Linked DNA regions of Zea mays: region 1 is linked to region 2. Evidence: chromatin contacts called from public Hi-C data. All regions are on one chromosome and are shown on one strand. The core of a region is the stretch at or near the end of the contact, and the rest is flanking DNA. Distances in the headings are between cores, read along the strand shown. Region 1 holds the start of LOC100276544. Region 2 holds the start of LOC100281836.

Region 1 (5,498 bases), core at 1,865-4,364, 280 kb before region 2:
CAGATCCACCGTGCCAGTGCCATGAACAGAAGCATGTGACCCATTCCCCATTAGCACGGAAGAATCCCGGGCGCCCTGATAAGAAGAGAACAAGTTGATGTCAGAACACACATGAACATTAGCACCAGTATCAAGCCACCAGCTAGGTGATTGAAATACTGAGAAGATGAAAGGTAAATTACCATACCCTTTGTCTTCCTCATTGCTAGCGACCACTGTGTTGACATTGCCCTTTTTGCCACGGCGATCCGCTCGATCGGGACAATCCTTGGCAAAATGACCCGCCTCGCCACATGCGAAACATGTCAATTCAGCCTTGTTCTTCTTCTTCTTGAAGTTGGTAGTTTTGTTGGGCTTGTTAGATTTTGGCTTTCCTTTGCCCTTGTTGTGGTTCTTCTGAACCATGTTGGCGCTGGAGTGGCCCTCGCCTCCTTTAGATCCCGTGTCCTTAGCCCGAGCTTTCTCCTCAACATCCAGAGACGCTATCAGATTTTCAACTGATATCTCCTGTCTCTTATGTTTCAGAGCTGTGGCGAAGTTCCTCCATGTAGAAGGCAACTTTGCAATAATGCATCCGGCCACAAATCGGTCAGGAAGGACTATCTTAAGGTGGTCGAGCTCCTTGGCTATACACTGTATTTCATGAGCTTGCTCTACAATAGAGCGATTATCAACCATCTTATAATCATGAAAGCTCTCCATGATATACAGGTCACTGCCAGCATCTGATGCACCATACTTAGTAGTAAGTGCATCCCACAACTGTTTCCCGTCTGTGTACTGCATATTCGCATCAACCAGACGGTCAACAAGGGCGCTAAGAACGGCTCCCGTGAACATAGTATTGGCATGGTCGTACTCTTTCTCCTGTTCAGGAGTCAGTGGACCCTCAGGTCTGCCTTTACTAACATGGAAGACATTCATAGCAGTAAGCCAGAGCGTGGCCTTGACTTGCCATCTCTTAAAGTGCATACCATTAAACTTTTCTGGCTTCAGCGCGTCGGCAAAAGCAGCCATAGAAAAACTAGGAAATTGTCTACAATAAGGTTTTTGGATTGTTGAATAATTAGACAAATTCCAAATTAAATTCCGAATATAAATCATGACCAAATCAGAAGAACTGAAATAAAAGCCAAATCAGATGATGCGTACTGATTAGACTTACTGATTGTTGGCGCGCGCTAGGATCAGCTGGGTCGACGATGTCGGAAGATCACGAGCAGTCGCGTGAAGACGCTTCCCAAAAACCTTATTCGCCCTCTCCTGGTGCAGGATCTAGAAGACGAAGGGTTCCGGAGACCTGCTCTCCTGATCGCAGATGCACCTCTGCGGTCGGGACGAAGGGAACTAAAAGGCGGCTCAGCTATGAAGAGAGGCGAAAGCGAACTGGGATCTGGGGATGAATTGGAGGCTGGCTGCCGGGCTCCTTTTATAGGGCCGAGTCCGCGACCCCCGTGCTTATCCACCCACGAAAATCTCGCAATCAGTTGAGATTTTGTAGCGATCGGTTAGGATAAGCGTAACAGCCAAGAAACCAAAAAATCAAACGGCAAAAGATAGCCGCGCCCCCGCAAGGCGAGGGGCCGGATTTCGGCGGACCATTCACGCGCATGTCGTGCGCCCGCGCCCTCCGCCCCGCCCCGCCCCGCCCGGCCAGGCGAGGCGAGGCGAGCGAGCGCGCGCGTGTGGCTCTCCACACTCTCTCCTCTCATCCATGACTTGGTGAGTGAGTGTGGCTTCCATATTTAAGTTAGCTCTACTCCACAAGAGCTAGCAATATGGTGCTATTGGTTCCACCTATCCCTTTGCCATCCACTTATATGGGCTTTTGAGATTTTCCTGGGATTTATTTGAATAACTTAATTGGGCCAAGCCCATAAATCCTAACATGGACTACACTAAATTTTAAACAGCTATTTGGTTTGCAAAGAAACAAAAATATCTTGCACGTCATATTTTGACAATGGAAAAACATACCTCCCTCCGTCCCAAAAATATAGTTCCTTCTAGGCCTCTTTTTTCATCCATATTCGAATAAATGGAATATATGAATGTAGACATACATATAAACCACATTTATAGGTTAATTAATGAATATATGTTTAGTCTAAAATAAATTATATTTTGGGACATAGGGAGTAGTAAGTAGTAACAGTCAATGTTGCACCTATTCCAGCTCAAGAGTTACCTATGCACATATTTTGTTTGTATGTGGCTCGCCACTATAGCTCTAGTGACGCCACAAGAAGCATCCGCAACGTCATTTGCCAGCTAGTACGTGTGAGCAGATTTGTCGAGACCGAAGGACTTTTGTGTAAGGTTCGGCGACTTGCAAATGCAAGAAAAACGAGGGAGCGCCACAGCAAATATCTCACATGGTAGACCCTTTCAAGGTTCTTTGCTAGCGCCCGATAAACACGCAGGAACAGAGCATGAGGAAAGAGTAGACGTTCATTTTTAGACTTTATTTGGATGTGCATGTATCTAAAGTGGATTGGAGTGAAAATTACGCATACATTGGATTGAGATAGACAAACAGGCATGAGGCATCAGGAAGTGCAGAAACGACGGCACGCCGATGCACGTGCATGTACCTCATGATACCCGGAGCGGCACCGTCGGCGGCCTCCTTCCGTCCTCCGGCGACCGCGAGCGCTAGGAAGAACAGGAACCCTCCCAGATGCCTGCGTGGACAAGGACCAAAAGAAAACCAAGAAGGAACGGATCAGCCACCATTCGGACGGACGGACAGGGCAGGGGGGAGACGGACGGGGAAGGGGGGCACGCACGTCCAGACGTTGAGCGTCTCGTTGTGCCAGGCGAAGGCGCTGAGGAGCGCGTCGCGGACGGGCCACTCGGCGCGGTAGTGCCCGCGGATGTACTCGTTGTCCTTGAGGTACTCCGGCAGCTCCTCATAGCCCACCAGGCGCGGCCGCGGCCGCCGCCGCGCCTCCGGGCTCGCGCGCGCCATGGCCTCCTCCTGCGTCTTGCTGGGGCCGCGTCTCCGCTTCGTCGGGGCAGTCGCGGCTCCCATGCGATGGTTGGGGTATACCTGGCTTGGCCTAGCTATGCGCAGGGGAACCCGGAGCTCGCGGCGAGGGAAGAGGACGAGTCGACGACGGGGGTTATTGGTGGCAAATCTTGGTGAGGACTGGAGGGGTGCGCGGGCGTGGGGCTACTGACCGTGGCAGGGCCGAGCCGGGCACATGGATTTCCTCTGTCGCGCACGCTTTGCCTCTGCGTTTCTCTGGACACTAGAGAAGGGAAGACAAAAGAGAGACAAGGCGTTGCCTTTGCTTTTAAGTACTTAAGTTTTAATCTCTCTATTTTTAGCTTAGTATATATATATATGATTGAAACTTAGGTCGAAAAACTTCTTTTGTGATAGATATAACAACATTTGGATAAAACCTAGTTTGCATATTCTAGTTTTACTTATTTTGCATATGTTTTGTTTTAGTGAATTATTTGTGGCTTAGATTAGCGAAGTTTTTAGAAGTCCTAATTCAACCCCCTAAGTTGTTGTGTTCCTTTCACCCTGTAAAAAGGCTTTGGTAGCCTGGCGCACCGGACTAGTCCCGTGGTGCACTAGACCAGTTTTCTAGAGAGGGCTGCAGAAGACGCCTGAAGTCTCGGGCACACCGCCCAGTCCGGTTTGCTCTAGACTGTCAAGGTGCAACGGCTATCTTAGGATCCAATAGGCGGCACAATGGCTAGCTGATGTGGCACAGGGTCCGATGTCACCTCAGATGGAAGGCGCCAGTTAGGATCCCAAAGATTGGGATATAGGATCCGGTCTGGTGTGCCCACAGAGCAGATCTCGGTAGTTTCTCTCAATGGCTCTTTGGAAGTTTGAGGCAATAAATAGACCCACAAACCAGCCCCCTAAGGGCACCAACTCATCCAAGCTAGTGTTTTCATTCCTAAGCAATAGAGAAGCACATCAAAGTGATCCAAGCGCCCATATTCGCGAGAGAGAGCTCTGCTATTGTTTTACGTTTGTGTTCTTGATTTTTTTTGGTATTGTGGTTGTGCTTTTATGTGTGTTTCTCCCCCCCCTTCTTGCTTCCATTGGAGTTCTAACTCGCATTCATTAGGTATGGCTAGCAAGGGTCTCCAATCTCTGTGGAGTACCTTGTGTGAGGAAAGACCAACAAAAAGGAACTGAGGACTCAAGCTGATCCATGATTGTTGGATCACTTGAGAAGGTCAAGAGAGACCAAGTCCTGTGAGGCTCCTCAACGAGGATGTAGGTTCTTCGGAACCGAGCCTCGGGAAACAAACTATTATGTCTCGTTTAGGGATGGCAATGGGTACATACCCGTCGGGTAGTACCATTTCATACATGTACCCATCAAAAAAAATTCTACCCGTCGGGTTACCCATATATACTCGCGGGTATAAAATATTACCCGTACCCGCACGGGTATTTTTACCCGTCGAGTAACCCGTACCCGCTAGGAAAGTCTTAAATTCCAATATACCAATCACTCAAAATATTAAATAAACATACAAAAAAAACTTCAACTTCACATATAACAAATCATATGATCACATATCTTGGTATCTAGACAAATGATAGCTAGAGAAGGGTTTTATTTTAGCTAAGATGGGCTCTATTAGATGGTTATAGTGGTATTAATGCAGGTATATTTTACCCATGGGTAGATGGGTATGGGTAGTACCAACCCGTACCCGTCTACCCAACGGGTAGAGGTTTTTACCCATTAACATACCCGCGGGTGGAGAAATCATCTCGTACCCGCCTTCATATTAGGTAAAACCCATCGGGTATTCGGGTTTCAGGTACCCATTGCCATCTCTAGTCTCGTGTTATTTACTTTTTGTAATTTATTTTCTTCTCTCTCTAAGTTCTTGTTATTATCTTCACTTGTGATATTGCTCTTAAATAAACTTTGCAGCCAAGATTAGCATCAAGTGCAAGAACTTTCCTCGTTCTACTTGTTCTAGCTTTTCGAAAGTTGCCTAGAGGGGGGTGAATAGGCAAGAGAAAACTTTTTCAACAAAAACTAGAAACGAACTGGGTAAAACTAGTTCAACCAGTGTCAAAACCGGCTCAACTAGTTTGCACGAGCTCAACTAAAGAATGAGATATAAAACTGAATTGATCTCGAAATTCACCCAATTCACTTTGTAAATGAGATGTCCTAGATGATCCACAGGGTTCAAAGTAGTAGATCTAAAAAGGGCACTTCTCAAAATCCACACACCAAAAAGATATGAACAATTCTTCCACGGAATGGTGAGAGAACGATGAACACGAACAAACACAATGAACAAGAACACAAGAGACACAAGATTTATCCCAAGGTTCGGTCACACCATAAAAGGTGCGCTACTTCCTCGTTGAGGCGCCCACAAAGATCCAAGTCTCTTTCAACCCTAATCCTCCGTTCACCGACCACAAAGGTCAAGCCCACACACTAATCTTTGCTCAAACGAGCGGGTAATACAAACTTTCTTGTGGTATTCCACAA
Region 2 (5,598 bases), core at 241-2,740:
AAAATATGTATATGACCTGCAAGTACTATAGTATTGTATTCACAAAATTCATTGGCATCCACATATTGTTCTTTTTTCCTTGAAACTATGGTACTATGCACACATAATGGGATCATTAAGTCTAGACTATTGAGTAATCTAGAAAGATGATGCCAGTGTGCAATAGCACCACATTCATTTCATATATAACTAAATCATGAAAAGACAATTTGAGGCATAAGATGCCTAATTAACTACAGCATAAAATGCTAATGTATCACAATTGCAAGTTTCAGTATTCACCTCTTGAACCACCACCAAGCAGCTCGCACATATGGTCCAATGCTTCTTTCTCCCTGCGGTTCTTCTCTTCCTTGGGTACATTATCAGAAGGGGTGATGTCACCAACAATTGCTGGAGTACCAAAAGAAAAAACAATTGAAATGAGTCAACTGAACCCACATCCTCATAGGCAGTTAGTTCCAGAAACAGGCAAGCTGGCTTAGGAACAGCAGCAAGAGTCCATATGAGCGGAGGGCAAAATCATGTGTTCATTTCTAAGCTGAGCATGCTTCTGAATGAAAATAGGAAAATGTGCACATAGTTTAAAGTTTTACACTTTGGCTAGCAGAGGTCAAAGAACCAACTAATTGGCACAAGTACTTGAACACACATCCTACATTCCTACTACAGGTCTCCAGTCCAGTGGTCTAGTTACCATCTACCAACATCTCAGGTAGTAATAGGCTCGCATATTCACAAAATTGCATCCCTCATCTCACACAAAGCCCCAAAACTTCAGTGAAGCCGTCTAGACGGAAGTCTTTTGAGACCATACCTTCTGCAATGTCGTGCACAATCGCCATCTTGACACACCTGTAATTGAAGGGATAAATAAACAGTGTATGAAAACGGAACCGTAAGAAGGCTAAATACTGCCGAGCTAGACTTGAGAGCGAAACTGTCAGGATCACCTGTCGCGGTTGACGCCGGGTAGATCGGCCGCGACGAGCGCCATGACGCCCATCCGGTACATGTGGTCGGCCACCGACTCGGGCGCCTGCACCCCGCGCTTCACCCACCCCGCCCTCTTGGTCGTCTGCAATTACATCCACAATCTCATCCATCGCGTCACATTTCCATCCATCTCAACCAAGCCGGCCCGTGGAAATGCGAAGCGACTAAACAGGGGCGCTCAGTCGCTCACCTTGAGGCGGTAGCAGAGCGTGAGGAAGTCGATGGCGTTGGACGCCGAAGGGGCCGGGGCACCGGCGTCCACCGATGCGGCGGGGGTCGGGGAGGAAGAGGAGGACATGGCGGCGGCGAGGCGGTGGGGGAGCGCGCGGTGAGCCGGGGCGAAGGGGACGGGGTGCTGTGGGGGCTTGGCGGCGGCGAGGGTGGTGGCGCAGAGGGAGGAGAGGGAAAGGGCTCGGCTCCCACCACCCATCGTTATTAGCTGAGGCCGGAGTAGGCGGAGGAGCGGTGGGCAGCGCAGGGCAGGCTCCGCGGATGGCGGGGTGGTCGCTCGCGGAACCGGCGCATGCCCGCCCGCGAGCCCGTGGCCCAGCTTGCGCGGCGGGCGGACCGTGGATCACGTGGGGTACTGAGGTTCTCCTAATTTGGGCCCCAGCGCACGGGGATCGATCGCGCTAGAGGGTCGATCCTTTCCTTTTTCATTTTCGGCTGCCGGGCCCATTCGGCCAATCCGGATTCCGGAGTCTGCAATGTTGCGGATAGCCCATGGTTGGCCAAGAATGCGGCCCGGCCCGTGAGGGGTCCACCCCCACGTGGAAATAACACCAGCCCATCAATTTATATGTCTTTGAGTCTGAATTTTAACCCAGCTAAATCTGTCGAGAACTTACAGCAAGGGAAGAGATTAAGCGCTGTTTGGATCAAAATATTAGACTCACTTATCCAATAAAATAGGTAACACAGAATTTTAGATGATATTATTTACAGAGTTGCGTTTAATATAGGAATAAAATAGAGGATACAATAGGGGATCAGTTGGAGATGGCCTTATACTATCAAAAAATCTTATGTGGGCTAATATCAAACGAGAAGCTCTAGTCTTCTATATAACAAGGAAATAGTTTTTTGTGCTTCTGCCTCGACAAAAAGAGAATAAGCCCTCCATTGCTGAGGAGAGGGTTCAAGGTCTGAATTTGGAAATTGCACCACAGCAAGTCCTCCCGCCTTGCCTAATTGTCTTACATGATAGGCTTCGTTTCCGTTCGCTGAATAAAGAAGCACGGTATGTCGTTTTTGACCGCTCTAGACAATTGTTTAGTAGATTTTGTTCAAACTAGATTGTTTTCTCGCGGTCAGATACATATTGTAGAGTGATTTCTTACTGTCAGATACATATTGTAGATTGATTTATGTATACACTAGCATGTTAAATCCTGATGATTTGACCTGCTTAATATATCCAATCTATTACTTTTACTTAAAAAGCCATCGATGTCCTACTAACCGCGGGTCGTACGAATCACCCCGATGGCGAGGCTCGTGCGCCAGTCGCGTGCACTACACACCCACCCCACCGGTGGCCCACACGTTGCGTTCATGAATAGATCGGTCATGCCGGCTTCTAGTCGTACACTATGTCGGCGCCCCCAACTCTGCGCCTTGATGTCACACTGACCCACGCACCCATGCCCTGCTGCTGGTCACGCCATCTCGAGCTGAGATGGTTCACGCTGCGTCAGCCCACGGCGCCACCCCGCACTGGGTCGCGCTTGCTCGGCCAGCTGGGGCGCAGCTCGTCGGCATATGCTTCAGCCACGCCTCGTCAGCACGCCCTGGACCGGCTCCCGTGGGTCATGCAATTTATCTATTTAAATTTCTATTATTGATAATTAGCACGCCTAATTAACCTAAAGTTAATTTTGTGTGACGGACTATGGTTGAAGACAACAGAATTGATTCGTGGAGCTTGTCCTCAATGGCAAGAACTAACCGACCTAGACTAACGACTGCAAGTTTCACCTAGAGGCGATATAGCTAGGAAAGGAGATCTTCTGGTAGGGCCCGAATGACACTTGCCTGAAACTTCATGAGAAAGCAAAAATTACGATCTTCGTCGGGCACCACATCCATCCAGGCCTGAAGATGGAGTATCCAGAGGTGAAAGACCATATGATATTGTGGACAGAGCTATGTGAGTGTTTCAGTGTGGAGAAGCATGTGATGCTCCCGCGGGCGCAACATGAATGGGCCACTCTCGACTTCAATGCAGTTGAGGCTTACAACACTGTCATCCATCGCATTGTCGCTCAGCTACATTTCTGTGGCCAGATAGCCATAGACTTAGAGATGATCGAGAAAACTCTCCAAACCTTCTACCCCTCCAATATGGTGCTCCAACAGCAGTACTGTAGCAACAAGTACACAAATAATGTGACCTCGTCAACATGTTGCTTGGTGCTAAGGCTCAGAATGAGCTTCTGATGCAGAACTACTAGAAGCATCCATTCGGCACGCGGTCATGCATAAAGCACACGCCAACTTCTAGTCTTAAAGGAAGAAAGGTCCCTCCAGAGAAAGGGGTCATGGGCACTGTAATAATCAGGGGATGAGAGGGGGAATTTTTACGAAGCCACCACAAAATGGCAGTAGAGTAGCAATGGCTATGGCAAAGGCAAAGGCAAAGGCAAAACCTCAGAAGGGCTATGCAAGCTCCTCAAAGCATGCCAGTGAAGGTTGTTTCAAAGAAACACTTGATTGGCATGTATCAGGAGTGGAAGAAACGCATAGCTCATAGGCTCACCTTATTTATTCATGCATCTATACACGCTATGATTATAGAGCCTATGTAACACCCTGAATTTGGGGGTATAAAATTTCTTCTCTAATATCTACCAAATTCAGGTGTTACCACTTTTCTCATCTCCGTAGATTTCCTATTTCTTCCTTTCTAATAGAGTTTTGGTTATATATTTGGGAGATGTATTTTTTTCTTTACTATATTCAAACCTAGGGGAGACATGAATTGTTGCATCATGCTGAGCTTAAACTTTGTTTTTGGTTGATGCACATGTTTGAAATATTCAAATTTGAATTTGTGGTTTCGTTGGATTTGAATTCAATAGAGAAAATAAAAATAAAAGGAACTAGAAATTCAGAATAAAAAGAAAATAGAAAAGCAGCCCAGCCTACGCACCTGCCCTCTCTCTCCATCTGCCAGGTGGGCCCGACCTATTGGTGCCGCTCACCCTCGCGCGCACGCCCCCGCTCTCCCTCTGTGCAGTGGGCCCAGCCCATCAGCGCTGAATCATTTCCTCCTCACACGTGCTCGTGCCTCTACTCTGTGGGCCCGCCTTGTCAGTCTCATCTTCCCCGCAACCGCTGCTGACCCGCACACGCACTCACGCCGAGGAAGCCGACCACGTTGCCTACCCACGCCCCCAGCTCCCTTTTGAGCCCCGCCTACACCCGCTCTCCCTCCCCTTCCTAATTTCACCCACTCTCAACCTCTCTCGCGCTTAGCCGCCGCCGCTCAAGCTCGCCGGAGAAGCGCGCCACCGCGTCGTCTGCCCGGAGCTCCTAGCATCGTGTCAAGCATCCCCGAGCACACTCCTAAGGTAAGGAACCATCCCCGTGCCCTTCCTGCCCCGATTCTTTTCCCTCTACGGTGAATTTGTGTTCGCTGGAGCTCTATCGCGCTGGTTTGCCGCGCCCGCTCGGTGTCCGACCGATTCAGCCCCGCCCCGTGCCCGTGCCTTGGCCCTAGGCGTCCCTCACCCCTCACCGAAGCTTGTGCTGGCCTCGGTGCACCGGATTCCGCCTCCTCACGGTCGGGATTGCTCACCGGAGTAACCCCGACCTGTGGCAGAACCTCCCAAGTTATTAGGCCCACATGCACCTATCCTTGTCCCAAAGACCTCAGACGGCTGTGCATGTGCACCAGATAACTTAACAGGATCTGTCCGATTGCCCCAAGGACATCGGATAAACCACTTACAACCAGAACCGCGAGATTAAGTAACACAAATCACACACACCAATATTGTTGCAGCGGAAATCTTACTACCAAATTTTACAGGTTACAAAAATTTTACATTAGTTTATCGGAGTGATTACAAAAGTATAAGTTTGAAATATATATGCTAGCTCAAGGGATCATCCTCAATAAGAAGTATAGAAGGGTTACTTAGACTTATAAGAAGGCCGAGCCCACCGGCACTTAACACCATCAACAACAGCACAAAGTTAGAACCTGAAAAACAACAGGGAATAAAACCCTGAGTATGGAATTACTCAGCAAGTCTTACCCGACTAAAGAAAAGACTCTCAAGGGTATGCTGGTTATATGGGAGTCAAGGTAAGGCTTTTCAATAATCAAAGACTCTGTTTTGCAGAAATGCTTACTAAAGTGGATCCTTAAAATCCAGTTTTATTTGTCAAGTTAAGTAGAATTACCTGTAACTAGAGTTCTTTCTACCCTAGTTCAATCACTGGTCCTGCACTAGCCAATTTCTTAACAAAAACCCATCATCTTTAGTGGAATGCTACGTGTAGGGCAATGACCAAGTCTTCATAACCGCGAAGGTACGGCGATCCGAATCGATTATACTCAGCTGAGGATCTCCAATCACACGACATATGTAGCAC

Evidence for each region. Hi-C and Micro-C count contacts between places; a contact is called where the count stands out from the background.
Region 1: a contact with region 2 is called in a Hi-C map of leaf, with 3 times the contacts expected there. The contact joins the promoter of LOC100276544 here to the promoter of LOC100281836 in region 2. A contact is called at or near these places in 5 of 25 Hi-C or Micro-C datasets (ear, endosperm, leaf and 1 more).

The regions. Positions count from the first base shown.
Region 1 is chr5:92,941,258-92,946,755 of Zm-B73-REFERENCE-NAM-5.0, reverse strand. It overlaps LOC100276544, which reads right to left and starts at 3,114. Exons shown (of 4, transcript NM_001150307.1): 1 at 2,790-3,114; 2 at 2,595-2,684. The coding sequence starts at 3,034.
Region 2 is chr5:92,655,374-92,660,971 of Zm-B73-REFERENCE-NAM-5.0, reverse strand. LOC100281836 reads right to left here and starts at 1,490. Exons shown (of 8, transcript NM_001154756.2): 1 at 1,187-1,490; 2 at 954-1,078; 3 at 818-855; 4 at 283-393. The coding sequence starts at 1,426.